Regions from separate parts of the Mus musculus genome. Here regions 2, 3 and 4 are each linked to region 1. The links are chromatin contacts, called in public Hi-C, HiChIP or PLAC-seq and promoter capture Hi-C maps. All regions are on one chromosome and are shown on one strand. The core of a region is the stretch at or near the end of the contact, and the rest is flanking DNA. Distances in the headings are between cores, read along the strand shown. Region 1 holds the start of Cask (calcium/calmodulin-dependent serine protein kinase (MAGUK family)). Region 2 has its middle 73 kb from the start of n-TPtgg3. Region 3 has its middle 93 kb from the start of n-TPtgg3. Region 4 holds the start of Ddx3x (DEAD box helicase 3, X-linked).

Region 1 (5,596 bases), core at 1,255-3,754:
TATCCCTCACTCTCATAGCCATTTGTGTGGTTTTTGAGAAACATCGAATTTCTCTTTTTTGTGTCCTCACAACAATGAAGAAATGAAGGAGATTTTTGAATTTTTTTCTCTCTAAAATTGTGGCAGTAGGCTGTGGATATTAAGCACTTGAAATATGACTAATTGAACTGAGGCATTTTGCATTCTGCTTACTTGATTAAAATTTAGAAATAGTAAATTCAGTTAGTGGAAAACTTTTATGTACGTTTGGAACAACTTGAATATGTGAATCTATTTTTTTTTTTGCACATGCAAATTTTATGAAACCTAAATACAGATCAAATACTTCTGGTAAAAAATTAGCTTAGCGTCAAAATTGAGATGTTCTGTTAGTGTAAAATATACATTGCATTTCAATGGTTTAGTAGGAAAAGATATACAGTATGGCAAAATTTTTTCATGCTGAAATCACTAATTATATATAATGTATTACATAAATATTTTACGAAAATTGCACCTTTTTGTTTGAAATCTTTCTAAAGTGCCTACTAGAAAATGACAAATTACACGTGGCTCTCATTAAATAGCTTTTGAACAGCGCTGCTCTGAGCACATCCACAAAGACTGTACCAGACACATTTGGACATCCTCCTCTTAACAGATAGGCTGGTCACTGAACAATGGGGCAAGGAGCATTTGGGTCTAAGAAAAGAGTGTAGCAAGCTCTACCCACAATTTCACCATGTGAGCCGTATTGTAATATCTCAACATGGAGGAAAAAAAATCAGTTACCCGTACTCAAAAAATTGAAACTGAGTATAGTGCAGACAACTTAAAAGAGCTAGAGCCAAATGCTGTCTTGGTTTCATTTCCCAACTGCGGACCTTAAAATAGACAATAAAGCACCGCTTCCAAAACGAAGTAAAATATTCTAATACTAGCCATCTAACGAGCCCTATTAAATAAGCAAAAATCGCTCTTAAATCTGATCTCAACTTCCAAAGCCAGAGAATACACGCTGAACTAGGAAATCAACTTCAGATTGCCAGCATTTCCCTCACAAGCAAATTAGCAGGATTGTGCACTTGGAATACTGTTTGACAAGAATGAAAAGGAAACAATTCAAAACAGATTTCAGGACTGGACAATTAGATGAGGAACTGCAGATTTAATTCTCAATCAGGACTGTGATTAATCTGATTCCCTGCTTTTCCCTAGTGTAATTATACAACACAGATGAAAGGATGAGCATTTGGACTGTCAGTTCTATATTCTAGACCAGCCCGGTGACTCAAAGCAGACGGCTCTACCACGCTAACCACCATCCCAACAACAGTGGAAGGGAGCCTCGAGCACTGATTGTACAGTCATTGCATAACGAGGCATTAAAAATTTGGGTGCCCCCAACTCTTTCTATGTTTGTCTATGGCAGGTGAAGAATTTGCTGAAACTGGACGCATCCGTCTTCAATGACCCTCTTAAATCCGGGCATGGGGTGAACACAAAGGCATCTGTCTAATATCCTGGCACAATAGACACACACCCCACAATTAAAAACCCCGGACGCGCTCTCTCGCTCTCTCCACACAAGCTCATGAAATGCAGGCTGCTCTTTTCGTGAAAGGTCTATGGTACAGGAAAGGTAACAAAAACCCCAACTGTTCCCAGGAAGCAACTACAAAATCGGTCCTGCCACGTCCCTGTGTAACCGTCAGATAAAATGCAGGGAGCCCGCCCCACGCCTTATGGGGTGGCCGACCGGGGCTCGGTGGCCTCCACGCATTACTAAGAAGCCCCCAGACCCATTCCTGGCAGGAAACCCAGGTACACGTCTAAAAATTCTCCAGGGTGAAGAGAACGAGGGAGGCAGAGGGGAGGGAGAGAGGGCAGGGGGCAGGCCCGGAACGGGTGCGGGAGGCCCCGGGCATCGCTGAAAAGCATTTTTCCACACTCCCGCTCCCTCGCGTGGAGACTCACTTGCCGATCACCTCGCATAGCTCGTACACATCCTCGAACAGCACGTCGTCGTCGGCCATGGTCCGAAGGGGACAGCGGCCGCAGCGTGGAGGGTTCTGAAAACTGGGTTGGGGGCGCCCAAGAGCTCAGTGCCCGGCTCCGGGCTCGTGTCCTCCACTCAGGACCCGCAAGCCCTCGGTGCTGAGGAAGCTCGACTGGGGCCGTGAGGCCCGGAGACTGCAGCGCCTTTCCTCTGCCGGCTGCCGCCCCGGCGCGGGCGGCGGGGCCGGGGCGTGGGAGCGAGGGCGGCCCGGGCCCGGCGCCGCCCGCCCGCCCGCTGCTCCTCGCGCGGTGGCTGGCGACCGCGCTGCCGGGGCGTGCGGACCCTCGGGGACCGCGAAGCGCCGCACTCTCCGCTCGTCAGCCCGCGCGGGCCGCGAGGCCGCGACCGCTCCCTCTGCCCGAGACCGGCTCCGGCGCGGCGCGGGGCAGCTCGGGCTACAGGGGGGGCCGCGGCAGCACCATGGAGGGAGGATCGTCGCGAAGGGAGGTGGTGGCGGCTGATCCGCGCTGGGGACCAGGAGGCGGCGGCAGAGACGCTCCCTCCTCCTTCTCCTCCTCCTCCCGCCGCCGCCGCCCTCCCGAGTGTGGGAGGGGGCTTCGCGGGATGAGCGTTCAGTGCGGGCGGGAGCCGCGACCGCTGCCTTCAGCTCCTCCCCTCAGCCTCAGCAGCCGCCAGGCTCCCGAGCCCGAGCACCCGCCTGGCGCGGACTAACCCTCCTCCCTTTCGGCCCGCACGGCAGCGAGACCCGCAGGCCCCGCCCCTCCAGCCCGTTGGGAGGCGTGGACCGCGGAAGGAGGCGGAGGAAGGGAGGGGGAAAAAAAAAAAGCGCTCCCAGTGGCGCCTGCGCGCAGCGCCCGCAACGTCACGAAGAACCGGCGGGCGCGGGGAATCTAGAGGGCGCTGGGGGTCGGCTAGCGGAGCTGCCCGGGTTGCGGGTTGCAGCTGCTGAGGTGGGGCTGGTGGAGGTCGTCGCCTCTACTCCCAAGCTGCGACCAAGTGGAGAAGAGGGGCGAGGGACAAAAGGTCCATAGCAGTCTGCACGTTCTTAGACGGCGTGCTCAGCACTCTGGCAGCTTTCCCTCTTCTTTCGTAATCTCAGAAAGCCGTTCCCCAGGTTTTTGCTGGGGGAGGGGGGAAACGCAGAGAAAAGGTTCTAATGAATGAAAAAGCCTGAAAGGAGGTGGAGAAAGATTGTCACTCAAGACCGTGTTTGGCGGCGGTGGATGCTTTTAGTGCCACCTTGCCATTCCTTAATGAAGATGAGGGCTGGGGGAGGGGGAGAATTGTCCAAGGAAAGGACGGAACAAAAACTGCAGAGGAAGGTGTACAACAAGAACAGTGAACTAGCGAAACAGCTTCGCCTGCCACCCGCTCCAAACTAACCAATATCTATGCAGTTTCTATTGCTGCTAGACAAAACCTAGAGACGGACCAGGAAAAGAGTGTCGTAAAGAGACTTTAAATCCATTGAATATTGTTCCTCAGCACCAGCATCTGCTTTGTTCACTCCCTATAAGTGTTGGAGTTCTTAGCATAAAAAAATGTCACTAGAAGGAATGGACGCACAGGGTCAGCCGCGGAGTAAGGCTGTGGGTGTTGCCGCTGTGCTAGGTTGTATGCAATATGAAGATTTCTGTTCAACTGAGCATGTGCAGAATGAGCCAACGCCACCAGACAGGTATATGCCTTAGTTGAAGACCAATAAAAAAAGAAGTCTTTGTTCCTCCTCATAGCAGAAGTGTCCAATTAGTTCATAAGTCAGCTCTCCAGAAATCATCTGTTAAAATTCTCAGCGCGGTATTTTTTAAACTAGTATTTACCAAAGTGCAGGGGGCAGGGTGAAGATAAAGCCCATTTCCTTTAAACAAAACAAAACAAAACAAAAAACAAAACGATCTGTACAAACCCTTAATCACTCCCTCGAGAGCCTGGCTGATTTGCTTGCTAAATATTTGGGAGCTAAACCTTCTTTCCTTTTCATTTCTTTCTTGCAAATCAGGGGAAATATAATTGCACAAATAGGTTTTCCTCCTTTCCCAAAGATTTTGTGTTTTCTCTAAAGAATGGGCTTCAGAGCCCAAAACACTTTGTCTTCTTTGGGGGCCCAACAGTTCCAAGTCGCTTACCCCAACCTATCATGTCTACCTGTCACCCAATGAATTCGGAATCATCCACTCTCCTCTGAACCCCACGTCACCTTGCCAGCCTAACTTTCTTTCTCCTGCCAAAACATGAGCTATGCTAAGGTTTGTCTACTTCATTTTGGAGTTTATCTTTCGTGGAGAATTTCTCTCAAAAGTACAAACGGATGATTATTAAGCAGAAAAGGAAACGCAGGTGGAAAAAAAAATAAGGGCAAGGCTAAGCATGGTCTCTGTACATGGAGCGCTGGTTTCGAGCTGAAGAGTCTTAGTGGCTAAGTGGTCCAATTTCCTTATCTCCAGCAGTGGGGGGTTTATAGGTGGATTGCCATACCAAGAGCTACGCCACACCTCCACTATCTGATAGCAGTTGTTCTAGGTTTGCTGTGGGATTATGCTTAATCTTTGTTGGAGAGGTGGATTCATTAAACTAACCAATACACAACCCCCCCCCCACACACACACAGAGGTTGGCCTAATCTTATCAGCTCTTGACACTTCCTAGTCAGTCCTTGCTTAAATGATTCAAGATCTTCTAATCACCACCAAGTTTTTAAAAAGTTCCCTCCAGCTAGGACTTATATCTCCTAGCTCCTAGGGTGATCTATCAGTTACACAAAGGCTCTCAGCAACCCACAGCTCCTAGAGTTTGTATCATGGACTAATGGCAAGTGGAAATTACTCTCTGCTTCCAGGATGAAAATAACCAAACCTTTTCGATGAAGTTATTTATTTCCTAATTTTCTTCCAAAAAGCCAATATTTTATTCTAAATACAAATGGTTAGCTATCAATAATTTAATTCTGTTTTAGTTAAAGGAAATGGTAAAGTAACTAGTTGCATGAGTTAAAACTACATTTGGTTTTGTTAACCAAGTCCTAACTGTCATTTAAACAAATGGGGGTAGTGACTTTCTCATTTAACAAGGAGTCTGGAGATGTGTGGTTACTGACATTGGATCCACTAACTCCACAGTTTCATCAGTGACCTAGTTTGTTCTTTCCACTCTACCGTCCTTGATAGTCTGTCTCTTTCCCTGATCTTGTTCTTCATCATCACAAGATGGGTGCCACTTTTTCAAACATCAACTGTTCAACAGGAAGGTGGTGGGGACAGGTGAGGTCTTTTTACTCCTGTCTTACCTCTCTATTGAGTAAATAAAATGTATTTTTCCCTTCTTACTTGTCTAGACCAAAGTCACCTAGCAGGCCGCCTCACTTGCAAGAGAGGCTAAGGACATGGGTGTTTTTGCTTTCTCTTTGGAGGTGGATGGGAAAGAAGCCGTGTGGGAACAGACATAAGTAATCAATCAGCAATCTGTAGAGTATAGGGAAATTACCAATTATTATTATTATCATAATGTAGTAATGCCACTAGTATATAACTGATAATCCAGAAAATTTTTGGAACTCTCTAAGAGCCCCAAGGATGTAGTTGGTACTACACAAATTTGACT
Region 2 (5,596 bases), core at 819-3,318, 780 kb after region 1:
GGAAATAGACGTGTCCAGGTGAAAGAACGGTGGAATCAAAATGAAAGACTACCAGGCTGGAATGGCTCATTCAGTCTATGAATGTTTGTTTCAATGCATTCAGGGCATGAAGTGAACTGCCAGACTCAGCTGAAGTCTGTGAGGAGGAGTTGAACGGAAAGTATGCTGATCCATTCATTCAAAAAATATTTAGTTCCCACTTTGCTTGACACTATCCTAGATACTAAGGAAACTAATAACAAAGCACAAAGCAAAGTTCCTTCCGTCATAGAGCATGCCTTCTAGATAGTTCACATGATATTATGTATATATGATAACATAAGGAAAAGGCACTAAACTAAAATTATTAAGCAAAGGAAAGCTGAACAAATGAATAAATAATGTATTGCACAGGTAGGTGATCCAGGCAAATACTTGCCCAGAAATGGCTATGCCAAATACTTGATAAGACGTGGAACAGTGGTTCTCAACCTTAATGCTGTGATCCTTTAATAAAGTTCCTTATGCTGTGATGTTCCTCAACCATAACATTATTTTCATTGCTACTTCATAACTGTAAATTTGCTACCATTATGAATCATTATGTAACTATTCATGTTCTCCTATAGTCTTAAGGGGATTGCAACCCACATGTTGAGAACTGTTGACCTAGAGGGAGCCATTTGCCTGCCTTTACCTGTTTGTAGAGCTGTGATTCAGCTGAAGTTTCACTATTGATTAGAACCTCTGAACATTGAATACTACCCCCAGCGAAGGATACTGAAGAAAAATACTGACTGTAGCCTTAGAAACCTAAAGTCTCATACCAAAGGTGTGAATGTTTCTTTGAGGTTTAGTAATTAAATAATGCTTCTTATTTTTACTCTTTGCTTTTAAGATGGCATTAAAGAAGGTTCTAATGAGTACAAGACAAGGAAGCAGAGTCCAATTTTAAGAATTGAATGAACAAAGTGAAATAATCATTTGCAGAAATCTAAGTGTTGACATAAAAAAATTTTAAGAGGCTCAACAGGTAATTAGAAGTAATATGAAATATCAACATTAGTGGCTGAAAATAAAATCTGAAATTCAGCAGCAACTAATTTTAAAAGAGTAATTTAAAGACTTTTACATATGAAAATATTTAATAAAGAATATAAATGTAACCTAATATAGAGAAGCAAAGAGAAGTTGCTACCTGATTATAGAGGTTGTTTTCATAAGATGTCCTACAGTTTCTTTGTATGTGAGAGTAGTTTGATAAGATGGGATTAAAATTTAAATAAAGTGATTAAAATCCTGGAAACTAAAAGACAATTTTGAAAAAAAATAATAAATATAAGCCAGGTGGTAGAATGTGCCTTCACAGACACATACACACACACACACACACACACATATTGCATTATTTTATATATGTATTACTTGAAATGAAAAACTACTTCTGCAAGATTAAAAAAAATGACTGCCTATCATAGGAGGAAACAAACATTTTTGATGTGTGTATGTGTGTGTGTATGTGTGTGTGACCTGTTTGAAAATAGGACTCTTCTAAGGCCAGATCTCATTGAAGCATGAAAACAATAAATCCTTTCCTGCAAAGACACAACCATGTGAGCATTTCAGAGTGAAACTATGCGAATTGTTTATTCAGCTTTTAAGCTCTTCCCTTTCACAGCGGATGTAGACAGCAATGGGGACTTGCAGGGGGATTTGTGAAGAAATGTCTTTGACAGCTGTTGGCTGTCTTCCCCACAAATGCCTTCTGTGGTAGGAGGACTAGGGTTGTTCTCTCTTTAACTTCAGTCTGAGGAGAACAAACGATTCTGAGACGCGGGGAAGTAGGTCCTCAATTAGGGGGAGCAGGGAGGACCTGGATTGGGTTTGCTCAGAAGTCGAGAGGCTCTGTGAGGAACAGGAAATTGCTTTGATGATAAAGTAAAATATACCCGCACTGCGGTGGCCATCCATCCCTGGAGTTGGCTGGTGCCCAGAGGTCAGAGTGCTTCCCAGGGATTAGACAAGACTGCATACAGAAGAGAAAGCCAGCCTGGAGCTATGCACATCTTTATCCTAGAGAAACACTACTAAACAGCAAAAGAATGTGACTCATCAGGGACCTAGAAGGAGCGTCCTGGACTCAGGAAGTACACAAATACTGAAAGGGAAGCAGCCAGGGGAGGAGCTACTTTGGTCCGGTTCACAGAAAGTTCAGATTAATGCCTCAGGGGAAATCTCTGTAAATGCTCTGAGAATAAAAGCTAACTTCAAGTGTCTAGAGGCTTAGTGAACATGAAATCCTCTTTGGCATGCTCCTTTCTCTTTAGGTCTTTTGGAATCAGAAAGCTAGCAAGGAAGGCAGCAGCAGCAGCAGTTGGAAGGCTTTATGTAAAGACAACAAATAGAAGGATTGTAAAAAAAAAAAAAAAAAAAAAAAAAAAAAAACAAATAGAAGGATTGTGGACTGTTCCCACAGCACAGCCATCTCATCTACAGGGGGCTCAAGGAGGTAGAAACAATGTAACTACAGCAGACCCAAGTTACAGTTCATATACAGCTCTATATACAAACTCCTGCTAAAGTATCAAAAGTGTATTGCTGAAAATCCTTTCATGCCCCTCCCCAAATTACGCACTATGGAGAACTGGATCCTGAACAATATATAATTAAGTGAAACCACTCAAAACCCGTGGAAATTTCTAACCAGATTATTAACAAAACTGATAGAAATCCTAAATAAAATGTCCATGTAGTTCAATCTTCATTGAAATTTACACAAAACCATGTAACAGAATGATCTCTGAGCACTCTTCCACATTGTACCTTTACTATTTAAGATACTAAGGGCATTCTGTTCTGAGAAGAAATTTTTATCCACACTGTAAATCAGGTCCAGAGCACAAGCATTTTTAAGGCTGCATTCATCTTCTTCCCTCCATCTCTCCCTCCTTCTTTCTTTCCTTATAATGAATATGATTTATATAATATCGTATCTTAAGTTAACACACACACACACACACACACACCTCAGTATTGAATTTTAGAAAGTCCCAAGAAGCCATCCAATTGAAATTATTGAAGAGAAACGTTCCATACCATCATAAAAGTTGCTCACCAAGATACTGGTTCACTTAGGCTCGTATGCCAATCTCATCACTTGATCAGATTTTCAAGTGTCTAATACAGTTTGGTGTTAAATTCAATTTTTCTTTTAAATTTTACATGGTGCCATTACCTAGACACAGTTATTGCAATCACAACATAGAAACAAAGAAGAAATAAAAAGAGACATAATAGAAATGGAACACAAGTCAGGCACTATCATGAAGATCTCTATTTGGCCACTGAGTACTAACTAGATGCAAGTCCACCTGAGGATAAGAGATGACTGGTAAACTAACCAGTTATGCCAGGAAAAAGAAAGCAATTTAATTCAAGACCAAACTCTACTAGACATTTGAAAAAAGACAAATAGAGATTTCTCTACCAATGATCACCAATTATGTCTAGTCATATCAGAGTTTGAATCTCCAACATTCTTCAAAGGCTTATGTAGTAAAAGCTTGTTCTCTAGCTGGTGGCACTATTGTGAAGTTCTGGAAATATTAGGAGATGGGATAAGTAAGAAGTAAATCATTAGAGTTGGTCTAAAGGTGACATTAGGACTCTAGCAGTCATGCATATTCTCCCTCCCTGCTTTACACTCCCCCATTGCCATTATGTGAATAGCTTTGCAAAACAATTCACTTTCTCCATAGTTTTCAGTCTTTCTTCATGGGCAAAGGGATCAATGGACTGAAACCTCTAAAACCATGAAACAACATAAATCTCTCCTTTAAGTTCTCTTAGGTATTTTGTTAGTGGCAAAGGTTGAGCATCCATGGCAAGAGTGAGTATTGAGGGAATAGAAAGATGGCTCAGGTGTTAGAACACTAGCTGCTTTCCAAAGGACCCAGGTTCAGTTCCCAGGACCTACATAGTGCTCACAGTCATCCATAACTCATGTTCCATTGGAACTGATGCCCTCTTCTGGCTTCTGTGGACAGCACATGACAGAGATGCATAGGCATTCATGCAGGCTAAAGTAGCCATATACATAAACATAATAGATAAATCTTTTTAATAGTTAAGAGAAGAATAAGCTAAACGAAAGACAACTAGGAACATTGTACTTATTTCACTGGATAATGCAGTGCACAAATACAAAAATGCCTATTTGTAACCATCAAGTGACTTTCCTTCTATCTGTGGCATATAAAGCACACAGCTCATGTGGCTAAAGTAGAACTCTGAACTTCTGATTTAAAATGCTGCCATATTCTTAGACACTGAGTCAATCACTTCTTGCTTTTACAATTTTGATACTCAAGTGAAGTTTAAATATAAAAGGGGAAGAGGGATGAAATGAGTGAAATGAACAAATAAAAGTGAATAATAAGAAAAAAGAAACCACTGGGTCTTCTTAATAGAATCTTGCTGTAACCTGTCCTCTATACAACTCCTGTCTCCACACTTGTCTACCTACTGTGCTCATCTTGTGACAAGTCTCCTATTTCTACTACATGCTTGTTTAATATATATTGTACTGTACTTGGCCTCATTTTTTGTGACTTTCTGGATTTTCCAAGATTTGGAGTCTATTTTGGCAGGATGATTAAGAAATCTGTAGTTTACATCTGTGGGAGATCCACATATAACAAATTATGCAGCTGGAATCAAGGTTCTCCTCATTTGTCTTCAAAGTATAGTCATCAAGAATATGGTTATTCAATGACTACACAAACTTGAGATCCATACCATGTGAGAGAGCCAACCCCTGACACTATTAATAACACTTGGCTATTCGTGCAGACAGGAACTTAGCATAATGTTCTCCTGAAAGGCTTCATTCAATAATAGATAAAAACAGATGCAGAGACCCACAGCCGAACATTAGGCAGCAGCTTGAAGGGTCTTGTGAAAGAGGATAGAATTGGTGGAGCTGGAGAAATCAAGGTCATCACAAGAAGATTTACCGAGTCAAATTTCCTGGGCCCATGGGGGCTCACATAGACTGAATGATCAACTGAAGAAAATGCAGGGCCTAGACCTAGGTGGCCCACTAATTTGTAGCAAATATGCATATTGGTCTTCCTGTGGTTCCTCTAACATGTGGAGCAGGGGCTGTCTATGACTCTTGCCTGACACTGGAACCTCTTACCCTACCTGGACTCCCTGGTTGAGGCTTCAGCAAGAGAGGATGTTTCTAGGCCTGCTGGGACTAGATGTCCTAAGGTGTGGCAGTACCCTAGGGGGTCTTCCCTTTATCTGAGGAAAAGGGGAAGGAATGACAGGATGGGGGAAGTTTTGTAACGGTGGGACTGGGAGGAGAGAAGGGAGGTGGGCTGTGATGGAGATGTAAAGTTAAAGAAATTGCTGAAAAAATGTATTATAGTCAGAAGAAAAATAAAATAATATGGTCATTAACTTTAGAATAAGTGACATTATTTACTAAGGAAACTAAGGACATTTAAGGTGGAATATTATTATGAGTTGATAAGCATTGCATTATCACAAAATGAGTAGACTCCTTGTTACACAATAGGAATTTGGTTTCCTGTAATGATTCTTACTTTCT
Region 3 (5,596 bases), core at 1,360-3,859, 760 kb after region 1:
ATGCATCATTTCACTGAAAACTGCTGAAAGGGTTTAGGGAAGATATTATGATTGTCACCTTTATCCCCAAAGATCAATAACCTTTTTTCTTAAAGGACTATATCAAAAGATTTTAAGTTTTGTGAACTATATAGTATTTGTGGCATTATTTAGCTCTGGCAGAGCTACAGTGGATTGTAGCATGAAAATAGTCACAGATAATATGTAACTGATTGAGAGTGATTGTCATATAATAATATTTTATTTACAAAAATTGGTGACTAGGTAAATTTGATATAAATTTGACAGTAGTTTGCCAACTCTTGCAAACTATTCTAGATAAACAAGCTTCAATTCAATGTGATGTGATGTTCATTCCAATTTCTCACATACAAGTAGGGATGGAACTGAGGCCTCTTATCCGTTCTTTTTATGTAATAAATGTTTAGTCAATGTGTAGTTTATGTGAAGCACTCATAAATATTGTGGGAAAGTTTCTACTTTTATCTAGCTTGTTTCTTTAAGATGAGAAAAATGGTGAAACGAGGGTAAGAACATAACTGCATAAAATTAGTGTTGTGAAGAAAATAAAGCATACAAGAAGATGTCTTCAGCTACAAAAATGGCTAGTAGGAAATAGAAAGTTTTGAACTGAAACTTGGATGAAGAGAGAATTAGTTACATAGTGACTTGGGGAAAGATTATTGGATGAGTAGAAAACTCACTGCACTACAAGAAAACAGATTTAGCTAGATCAAAGAAATGGGGTAAAGATTAAGGCAATAATTATAATTATAATTTATGATGGTTAATATAGATTTCCAATTCATATCAACATTAAGAAAGCTTACCTTTGGGTGTGTCTGTGAGGACAGTAGCAGAAATGATTAGATAGCAAGGGCTCAGGCTTTATGGGTGGATTTATCAGTTGATTAATTGGAACACACTATTGGTAAGTTGTGCAACTGTGGAAGTTGGAACCTAATTGGAGGAAGTAGGTGACTGGAGGCATCATTTTGAACAATGTGTCTTCCTGTTGCTCCTTTCTGCTTCCTTGTTGCCATGAGCTAAACAGCTCTGCTCAACCATTTTCTTCGGCTGTGGGGAGCCGCCCTCACATTCGCCGTTACAAGATGGTGCTGACAGCTGTGTTCTAAGTAGTAAATAATCTGCACATGTGCAGGGGCAGTTTTCCCGCCATGTGCTCTGCCTTTCTCGTGATGACAACTGGGCCGATGGGCTGCAGCCAATCAGGGAGTGACACGTCCTAGGCGGAGGATAATTCTCCTTAAAAGGGACGGGGTTCTGGCACTCCCCCTTCTTCCTCTCTTCGCCTCTTCGTCTTTTCCTCTGCTCTCTTCCTCTGCTCTCTGCTTCTCTCCCTCTCTGCCCCTCTCTCTGCCTCTCTCTCTGCGTCTCTCTGCGTCTCTCTCTCTCTTTCTCTCTGCCTCTCTCTGCCTTCCTCTCTTGCTCCTGAGTAAGCAATAAAGCTTTGCCGCAGAAGATTCTGGTTTGTTGCGTCTTTCCTGGCCGGTCGCGAACGCGCTTAAGATTCGGCTGTAATGTTTTGCATTACCACAGGCCCAGAAACAATACAGCCAGTCAGCCAATATGGAGTTTAACCATCGAAACTGTGATAACAAATAAATCTGTCTTTCTTTTCATTGTTTCTTTCATGTTTTTGTCATAGCATCAAAAGTCTGACAAACACAGTGACAAAGGATTTGGATTTTATTCAAACTGAGACAGTAAGCCAATATTATCTTAATAATAGCATGTACTCTTTCAATTTCTTTGTGTATCCTCTGTTGCCTAAGCATGTAGCAAATGATCTTATTGGTTAGCTGGTGGGCTCTTGTGATTTGGTTTCCTTGAAAACACACAAGATCCATCAGCAGGCTTGAATCATTGAAGAGCCTTGGGAAGAGGTATTTTAATAGATTTTCTTTCATTTATTGGTTTCTGACAAAGATTATATCTAACGTGTTTGCCCATGGACAACATGGAAGCCTTTGTTCTCTCCTAGGGTGATTCTGGGCATTATCCAGACCATCTGCCTTGGCCCAGGCTCCCTGCACATAGTCTCTGCCACTATTTGTCAAAATGCTCTGAAAACCAGGAAGGATAAGTCTTTGATAACACAGTCACTTTGTCAGAAAGAAACATCATAGTGAGGTAACAGTTTCATGGTGAAACAGTCCTCTATATAGTCTATTTATCAACTTGTGTAATTTGTGTGTCTTTGTGTCTGCTTGCCTGTAAACACAAAGAGTGTTAGGATGGTGAAATAAAATTACATAAACTAAAGATGTGAAAAGCCTTGCAGGCTGCTGGCTGCACAATAGCCAGTGAGAGTCAATTTTCTTTCCTTCCCAAATGCTCCTCTATTTGGTAATTAGTAGCCAAGTCCCTTAGCAAGCAGGGATTCCCTTCACATTTTCATTTTATTAGAACTTTAAAAGTACTGAAAATTTACAGCAAGACTTAAAGTAATTGGAAATACAAGGAGGTAGTTTGGCCACCTCAGACATAATTGATTTTTCACAGCAAATTGCCATCAAGGATACTGAGAGACTCATCTACCCAGATCCTTCTTAAATGAAAATTGCTTGCTACAGTCACCAACAGTGCTATTAGACTTTAGCCCTTAGTGTCAACCACTTCAGAGATTGCCTCAGGCTGTAGAGTGTCCTTAGCAAGGTACCTCCCTTCTCAGCGGGCCCACTTGTAATTAGTGATTGATGAAGAGCTGTAAATATTCCACTCTTCTGGATCAGCTTGAGATGACTTCAAAGGCTCTAGAGCCTCTCAGAGATCTTGGTCATATAAAGCTGTGACTTTGCCTATGCATAGCATCTCCCTCACTGCTAATTCTTTAGATGGTAGCAAGTATTGCTCCAAATGCCATTCTCTGAAAAAACATTCCACATGCCATCCCAGAGTCTGCTTTCCAGACAATGCAACAGATAACAATTGTGTTCAGATACATTGCTTTCTTTAAACCTCTATTAATGAATTTAATGCTTACGTAAAATACTCCTCTACAATTGTGAGCATTTATGTCGGTGTCTGTCTGAAAGGATATATGATCCCATTTTTTTTAAATAAAAGGCCTTTCTTCTATATAGTTAAAAAATGACAGAAAGAAATAAAATATCCACTCAAGTACCTAGAGCATACAACCTCTACAAGTAAAGACCCCTAAGGGATCTCTGATTGCTGAATGCTTATAAATTGAATGAGACTGGCATGAAATGTTCTTCAAATGAAAGATTGCTTTCAGAGTTAACGTTGAGACTATATATCATTTCAGCATGATAGTAAAGTAAAATACTAGCATTTAAAAAGTTAATTGCAGATTAGGAAGATCAATAAATTTAGGAATGTATTATAAGAGGAAATGCTCTATTTGTTTGAATTACACATAGCTTAGAACTTTACAAATGCTTTTAAATTTTGTATATGAGACTATGTGTCCTTAGCAAAGAGTGTGTTCTGGCAAATTTGTCTTAGGTTAAATGGAGGTTGTTTTAGTGATTAAATTTTTAAAAAAATGGCTAGATGGAGCAAAAGTGCTCAATAAATGTTAGCGACTGCTGTTGTTATTCAAAGTGCTGCCTGGTTAGTATTCCCCAGAGAAACTTTGCTCAACATCCACCACAAACAATTCTAATGAAGATCTGGGTGAAGAAAAATAAAGCTCCCACAAAACAAAGTAAGACTGGTGGAACATACACTATCAGAGTCTTAAAGAAAATAGAATTAGTTCCACAATTAGATCTGGGTTCAGACACACAAAGAAAAACTCCATAAATGGTTGAAAAATATTTAACAGTTCAGTCATTAAGAGTTCAGGATTTGAGGCATCTCCTTTTTTTCTTGAATCTGAAGAAGAGAAAGCACATCGTCCGACTACACAGTGATAGCATATTGTTTAAACAGGACCATTGTAGGAAGAGTTATGGTAGCAATGCCTACTATGATTGTACATTTCTATGACCCTGTAGGCCAGGTAGGAAGTGTCAGGTCCCAAAGAAACTCGGGGCAGATGGCTAACTGTTGTGCCTTAGCAACCAAAGCATGAGCTGGTCTCTAGGCTCACTCAGTACCTCCCAGGACTTCTCACCCCTCTACTCAAAACTTCTCCAGCTCAGGGGCTTTTCTTTCCCGTAGAAACCTATCATTTCGGCCATTTGCTTTCATGGTTGTCTTTGTCCCTGGCTTTTCTCTTGGTCCATTTGCCCCTTCTCCTCTCTTGCCTCTAGCACTCTCTGTCCCCCCTCCTCCCACACCTCTCATGGCCTGCTTCCGTCTGGACTCTTGTAGATGCCTCTGACTGTACTCTCCCTTACATTTACAAGAAAATTCGCCTTTCATTTGGGAAGAAGACATATGTATAAGGGACACAGGGACACAATTGTAAATTTTACTTAAACATGTAAAGGGTTACTACTAGCAAGGGACAGTCTTTAGGACAAAGAAGTAACTAAGATTAATAGAGGAGAATGGCAATGGAGCCTATAAAATATTCTTTTGTTTTGTTTTGTTTTGCTTTGCTTTGCTTTGCTTTGCTTTGCTTTGCTTTGCTTTGCTTTGCTTTGCTTTGCTTTGCTTTGCTTTGCTTTGTTTTTCGAGACAGGGTTTCTCTGTGTAGCCCTGGCTGTCCTGGAACTCATTCTGTAGATCAGGCTTGCTTCAAGCTCAGAAATCCGCCTGCCTCTGCCTCCCAAGTGCTGGGATTAAAGGCGTGAGCCACCACTGCCCGGCTAGATATTCTAAATTAGAGAAAATAAACAATACAAAGAAGACATAGAAGAATAAGCAGCTTTGACAACTAAATAAATTAACAAGAAAGTTTCAGGACATGATCTGACTTTTGCAACAGAGCACAACTAGATACAATCTTCATGAAATAGCTGTAGACTTTTAGAAGGGCAATATATCACTTAAAAATTGATTATAAAATCAAATAACAATGTCATTTTTTCCGATTAAATTCTATGATTTTAAAAGATGATGATGGATTTAAATGTTTTATTATATTCTTAATATAAAAGGAAGAATGATAAGACTTGTTAGTGAGGATCAAGTGTAACAAAACTGTACTATATTACTTCTGTCACACAGGGGAGACGCAGATGATTTCTTCATTCATACAAACTAGATAAAGTGAACTTAAATTGCTTACAAAAATAGCTTACACATGCTACTACTAAATTAAGATCAGTAGCTATCAAAGAAGAGAAAATATGGTAAAAATCACAAACACTAAAAATAATAAGTATATGTAAATGTAATACTTCATAAAAAATAAACCCCTGAATCTTACTATCCAGTGCTATAATGTTCTTAATTTTGAATTCCAAAACTACATTTTTCAGTTGTATTTCCTCATTATAAAGTCAATGGATGAGACAAAAACTAATGAAAAGGGACCTTAATTATGTGTATAGAATTGACTTGTCAATTTTCCTGTGAATGTGGTTAATGTAATTTCAATGAAAATATAATAAAACTTATTTCACAAAATGTATGTGTATATTTTGTGAAAGCTGTTTGGAAAAAAAAGAGAAAATCAACAACAAAGACATTAAAAAACAGTATGAGCTTTTGGAAT
Region 4 (5,596 bases), core at 973-3,472, 570 kb before region 1:
CTGTGCTTTGTGAATCCTCAAATCTCATAGCAGAAAGGAACCCATCTTAGTTTCTTTGGATTTGCTGCGACAAAACACCATGGTCAAAGCAACGTATAAAATAAAGCATTCAGTTGGGTTTATGCTTTCAGAGGCTTAGAATATATGATGGCAGGACAGCTGAGAGCTCACATCTTGAACCACTAGCAGAAGGTGGGGACACACACACACACACACACAAAGAGGACTGGGATCCAGGAGTCTTTTGAGACTTCAAAACTCACTTCCAGTGACACACCTCCTTCAACAAGGCCATACGTCCTAATTCTCCCTAGACAGTTCTAGCAACTCAGGACCAAGTATTCAAACCTGAATGGGGGAGTGGGAGGGTGTGTGTCTGTGTGCGCGCGCTCGCGCGGGCGCACGCGCCTGCTTGTGCGCAAGCGCGCATGCATACGTGCGCTGGCTCATTCTTCAAACCACCACAGGACGATAGGAATCCTTGGGTCTAATGGTTTTCAAAGGGGCACTATGGAAATATGTGCATCTGAGGGTGCTAATACTGCTGAGGACTACTGGTATGTGGTCAACAGAGCCAGGCGTGCTAGATCAATTCCATATATGAGAGAATTGGTCCACTGGATACCCATGTAGACACAAAACCACATCATCATCTAGGTTGGCTTCAAATGTAGCTGCCATCATTAACTGAAAAGCAACATTCAATTGTTACACAAAATGAATAGTAAAAACAACAGGGGTTTGAAGTCTAGTGGTCTCTTTTATAGAGGAGGAAAATTGAGAACAAAAGCCGAAAAGCAACTTGCCTAGGGATTGTTTTATTGTTTCCGTATCTCTTTAAAAGTTCAGTTTCAATTTTACAAACTGGAAAAGTAGAAGAGTTTGTACAGTAAACTATGTGATGAGAAGTAATTGTTTGAATTCTGGCAGCAGAAGGCCCCTGGTGGGGGGGTTGGGTTTGGGGTTGAGGTGGGGGGGGTGCTGAGTCCTGTGTTTTATTTGTGAAACTGAGGGTCAGAAAGGAGTATCTTTTAGGTAACTTGTGTGCTGCCATTGCCTAAAAGCTGAGGGCTCAATATATTCTTTTGGTTTTGTTGTTTAAGGGTATGTGTTTTTGAAGCTGAGTCTTGGGGGGTGGTCCGCCTAGAAGCGGGGTCCACCAGAATCGGCCCGTTTGATGACAGACCCCTTTTTCCTCCATATTCTGTCTAGTGGAGAGAGAGGCCTGAGGCAAGTTATCTCGGTCAGGGAGACACAGGTTGTGTCCAGTCACACATTCTCGCCTCCCTGGGGTCCCTTACTGTGCCAACAGCCACAGGCTGGTGCCAGGAATGCCACGCGGAAGGACACAGGGGCCTACAATAAGTGACTCTTTCACAAACGAGAGAGGCTCCGGGTCCCGGGAGGGTCCTGGATTGCCGGCTCTAGATTCGCGTGAGATAGTTTTATTGTTCCTTCAGAGTGGGGCTGTGGGAGTGATGCTATCTATAGGCAACGGCGATCTGAAGCCTACAGCAACCCGCACATCCCCTACAGTCCCTGCTCAGATGGACTCGGGTCACCATGCAGCCTTCCACCTTTCTGCTTCTCATTTCTAGTTCCCTTCCCCCTTTCTCCTCCCCGCCCTCCCGCAGTTTTCCCGTCCCTCCCTCCCATTCCCAGCACTAGTCAAGCGAGTTTCCCTTCTTCACAAGATGGCCACCTTGCTGGACACCCACGGTCACGTGATCCCACTGCCCTCCACGCAGAGCCAGGGCTCATTAGTTAGGCCAGACAAAGCCCACTGCATCATCTCCACGCCCGGGGACGGAGAGGAAGGGACGAGTGCTAGAAAGAAGGACGAAAACTGGGTACACAGGGGAGGAGCAGCCAATCAACCTAGTTTAAAGCTTAGGGCCTTAAGGCTAGAGGACGGTCAGCAATCATTTCTCGCGAGATCTCGAGAAAACAGTAAGATTAGGGGACCGGTGGAGACCAGGGGATAGCAAACCCAGGAGAACCAGAACCACATATACCCAAGGCTTCTTTATGAGCCGACGAGGACGCGGGTAACTGGACTGATTAGGAAATCTCACGGGACTCAGCCGAGCAACGCACCGTAAGCAGGCAGAGCTCCTAACGGCAGTGGCCGGCCGCCCGGGAGAGGAGGGCACACGTCTTACGTGCTGACGTAGCAGTCCTCCGAGTCGGTATATAAGGTCGGTGGCCGCGCGGTGCGCTTCAAAGCCGCAGTTCTCCCGTGAGAGGGCCTTTGCGGTAGAGGCAGCCTTTGCTCAGCAGCGGAAGACTCCGATTTCTCGGTACTCTTCAGGGATGAGTCATGTGGCAGTGGAAAATGCGCTCGGGCTGGACCAGCAGGTGAGCCTGAGCCGCGGGGGTCGCTGCATCACTTTGCCCCCTGCCCTAGCCTGCCTTGTGGCGCAGCTCTTTAAGTTCTGCTTTTTGCCTTCCCGTCTCCCTGGACGGCTCGGGCCGGCGGGTGGCCAGTGGCTAGGGGCTCTGGAGGGACTGGATGCTTGCGGGGGGAGTGCTAGAGCCGGTGATTCCTCCGGCTCGGCTCGGTGCGCGGTATTGTCCCTGGCCCGAGCACAATGGCGGCTTTTGTGTCTGTGCGCAGGCGAGCGGAGGGGGAGGGGGCGCGCGCATTCGGGCGCACGCGCGTCCCCTGGTTGATTAGTGACCCGCAGGTGGGGATCGGGGCGGTCGGGGGGGGGAGATTGCCCCGCGTGGCGTGGCGGGGCCCGGGTGGATGGTTTTGGCCCCGGATTTCCGGGGCTTTGGGCTTCCATGGCCCCAGTGGCTGTGGTTTGGAAATTAGGGAGCTGGCGGCGGCGCGCGGGCTGGCCGAGTGGCCCCGCGGCGCTGGAATGTGGGAGGGGGCGCCGCGGGAGGGGGGCTGGCCTCTGCGCGGGCTAATGGCGGCGGCCTCCTTTGTGTGGCGCAGGCCGGCGGTGCTGCGCGGTCGCCCCCCCACCCCCATCCCCATCCCCCCGGGTCTGCCCGCCAGCGGGTTCGCCTGCAAGCCAGCTGGGTTGCTTCGGCCCCGCCGGCCCGGTGCGTCGCGGCAGGGGAGGCCGCGGTTCCCGAGTGGAAAGTTTTGTGACGCAGAAATTTCAGGGCGGATTGGGCGGGGGGAGGAGGGGGAGGGAGGCCAGGGCCGCTGCGTGCGCACTTGCGCCGGGCTTGGCGGTGACGCGAGCCACCCGGCGCGGCCCTTGCTCAGCCTTAGGCTCCAGGAAACGACCGCGCGGCCCGAGCCGGGCACGCCCGCCCTTTACCTGGGCGCAAGGGAGGACCACGCGCCTTGCGAGTGATGGCCCACTCTGGGATCCTCTAGAGGCAAAATGCCCAGAATATGGCAACAGATAACTTGTTGCTGCCATCGAAGTAAAATTGGGAGATTGGTCAGGCCTGGTTTCTGATTACTTAATCGAGACTCCATTTCTAGATTTAGAGGCCAAGGAGATGAGGGTCTGGTGCCTTCTGCCTGACCTATGACCTGCTACAGTAAATCTTCCATGTTGTGACACATTGTAACTTAAGGGACACTGGTAACATTTTCCATTCTAAATGATACTTATACTAAAATGATACTATTGTTGAACTATATTGGAAATTATATTTCCAAGAGCCTTTCATAAGTTGGTAGTGGATTTAACTTCGAAAGCTTAGGAATTCGGAGTGGTTCAAGTTTGTAATGAGTACCAACAGTGCATTTGGCAACTTTGTTGCTTCGATTAATGTCAAATGATTAAAAAAAAAAACCTACGTAGACTAGAGAGATGGCTCATCCGTTAAGAGGACTGGGTTCAATTCCCAGCACCCACGTGGCAGGTCATGCCTGTGTAACTCCAGTTCCAGGAGATCAGACACCCTCACACTGCAGGCAAACCAGAGCACATTTAAAAAACTCGTAAAAAAAAACCAAAACTCAGATTTTAATAAACGCGGCTTTAAACGGTAGTTACAGTATCAAGGCATGGCAACATTTTTTCTAATGACAAAGAGGTTACATCTGCTTTCTGTTTTCAGGGAGCTTAGCGATACTAGTAGTTTGCAAGTATCGGCACAGATTTATCGAGTAACATTTCCTTAAAACGTAACAGTTCCAACTTTCCTGTTTTTTTTTTTTTCTTCCTGTTTTTCAATTGTGGTTTATACTCCTAAATAGATAGTAGTTATATATCGACAATATGTCTCAGTGGGTAAAGGCATCTGCCACCAAGCGTGATGACCACAGCGACCTGAATTTAATCAGCCTGGTCTTTAGTGAGTTTGAGGCTAGCTAGCCAAGGCTACATAGTGAGGGACCCCCCCTCCCACAACACACACACACACCCTCGAGCAGTGTGTAGCATTTTTGTAAAATCTTGTTAACCAGTATAAGGAGATGGGCAGACTTTGGAGGCTAAAGCCAGTAAAATGCCCTTTAGTAAGAACATCAAAGGATATTCATGACTAGTTCTGTGAGTTTACAGTAAATGTGGGAGAACAGGAATTATTCCAGTTTTATTCTGTAGTGCTAAGTGGTGAGTGTATTGATAAAATTGTCTTAGGCAGTATTATCCCAATTTAATACATTTGTGCTGTATTTGAGAGTAAAGGAACTAAATAATACCAAGTATAAAGTTGGTGCTGTTTAGAAAATTTTTAAAAATGGTTAAAATGAATCCTACACTCATAACGTGTGGCTTTTATTTTCAGACAGGGTCTGATTTAGTGCAGGCTACCTATATTGCTGAGAATCTGATCCACCTGCCTCCATTTCTCCAATCCTGGGACTACAGCCATGAATCGTTACACTTTGTACTATACTGGGGATCAAAAATCAGGGCTTGATCCTTCACTATGGGCTAGCACTCTACTAACTGAACTAAGCCTGAGCACCTAGTTAGTGTTTTAAAACCATTTGTTTGGCTGCCCTGACTTCAAACCTCTTAGAAGTTTTTATTTAAAGTATGTGTCTGCCTGTCTGTACCATCTAATGCTTTGCCAGAAGAAAGCAGTGGATCTCTCTCACACACACACATACACACACACCATGCCTGGCTAAAATTCTAAGATTCATCAAAACAAAGTTTTAGTTTCTCAAATAAGGAGCTTTACTATGGAAAATGTTTACAGAACAAATATTGTGAAAGATGGAATTGAATTTGGATCCAGTTTCTGATTTTGTAACTTGCTTTCTGTGGTATTTATAGTGGCACTATTTTGTGTTAGACTCTATACTTTAGTGTGTTCTTGGTCACATTCTAAATTTTATTAATAACTGTGTGGGCTCCAAGAGGCAACTATTTGAACGTGGGGCCAGGAAACAGGAGTATTTTTCTTTGATTTCATTCAACGTTGAAACTAAAAACAGTTTGATTTCCTTATAGTTTGCTGGCCTAGACCTGAACTCTTCAGATAATCAGAGTGGAGGAAGTACAGCAAGCAGTAAGTAAAGCATTTTATGGATGTATCGACAATCAGAACTAGATAGCTTTTCCTTGAATGTTAAGAATTTTTTAACGAATACTGGTAGAATGCACTTTCACTGGCTAGAAGTTAGAAGTGCTGGGCATATATAGGTCCGTGATCATGTCCTTGAATGGCA

What was found. Promoter capture Hi-C pulls out the DNA fragments that hold promoters and counts their contacts. Hi-C and Micro-C count contacts between places; a contact is called where the count stands out from the background. HiChIP or PLAC-seq counts read pairs in DNA pulled down with a chosen protein or histone mark.
Region 2: a contact with region 1 is called in an H3K27ac HiChIP or PLAC-seq map of stem cell-derived neural progenitor cells, with 10 times the contacts expected there. The contact joins the enhancer-like site here to the promoter of Cask in region 1. A contact is called at or near these places in 2 of 39 promoter capture datasets (the 3T3-L1 cell line and hippocampal neurons), 1 of 15 datasets of contacts at CTCF or cohesin (pro-B cells) and 6 of 115 datasets of contacts at active chromatin or transcription factors (embryonic forebrain, embryonic stem cells, microglia and 2 more).
Region 3: a contact with region 1 is called in a Hi-C map of cerebellum, with 2.0 times the contacts expected there. The contact joins the enhancer-like site here to the promoter of Cask in region 1. A contact is called at or near these places in 1 of 39 promoter capture datasets (hippocampal neurons), 1 of 484 Hi-C or Micro-C datasets (cerebellum) and 4 of 115 datasets of contacts at active chromatin or transcription factors (astrocytes, embryonic forebrain, forebrain and 1 more).
Region 4: a promoter capture Hi-C map of erythroid cells shows a contact between it and region 1, with 32 times the contacts expected there. The contact joins the promoter of Ddx3x here to the promoter of Cask in region 1. A contact is called at or near these places in 1 of 39 promoter capture datasets (erythroid cells) and 1 of 115 datasets of contacts at active chromatin or transcription factors (memory CD8 T cells).

The regions. Positions count from the first base shown.
Region 1 is chrX:13,844,052-13,849,647 of GRCm38.p6, forward strand. Cask (calcium/calmodulin-dependent serine protein kinase (MAGUK family)) reads right to left here and starts at 2,505. Exons shown (of 27, transcript NM_001284503.1): 1 at 1,957-2,505. The coding sequence starts at 2,015.
Region 2 is chrX:14,626,658-14,632,253 of GRCm38.p6, forward strand. No RefSeq gene overlaps it. Among named protein-coding and RNA genes, the nearest start is that of n-TPtgg3, 73 kb to the right of the region's middle. Within about 2 kb of position 2,069, at least 47 of the 459 cell types and tissues checked have an H3K27ac peak or open chromatin away from gene starts, as enhancers often do. A contact at or near this core is called in microglia, neural progenitor cells, pro-B cells and 1 more, where this site is marked.
Region 3 is chrX:14,607,367-14,612,962 of GRCm38.p6, forward strand. No RefSeq gene overlaps it. Among named protein-coding and RNA genes, the nearest start is that of n-TPtgg3, 93 kb to the right of the region's middle. Within about 2 kb of position 2,610, at least 2 of the 459 cell types and tissues checked have an H3K27ac peak or open chromatin away from gene starts, as enhancers often do. A contact at or near this core is called in cerebellum, where this site is marked.
Region 4 is chrX:13,278,800-13,284,395 of GRCm38.p6, forward strand. Ddx3x (DEAD box helicase 3, X-linked) reads left to right here and starts at 2,223. Exons shown (of 17, transcript NM_010028.3): 1 at 2,223-2,358; 2 at 5,379-5,436. The coding sequence starts at 2,314.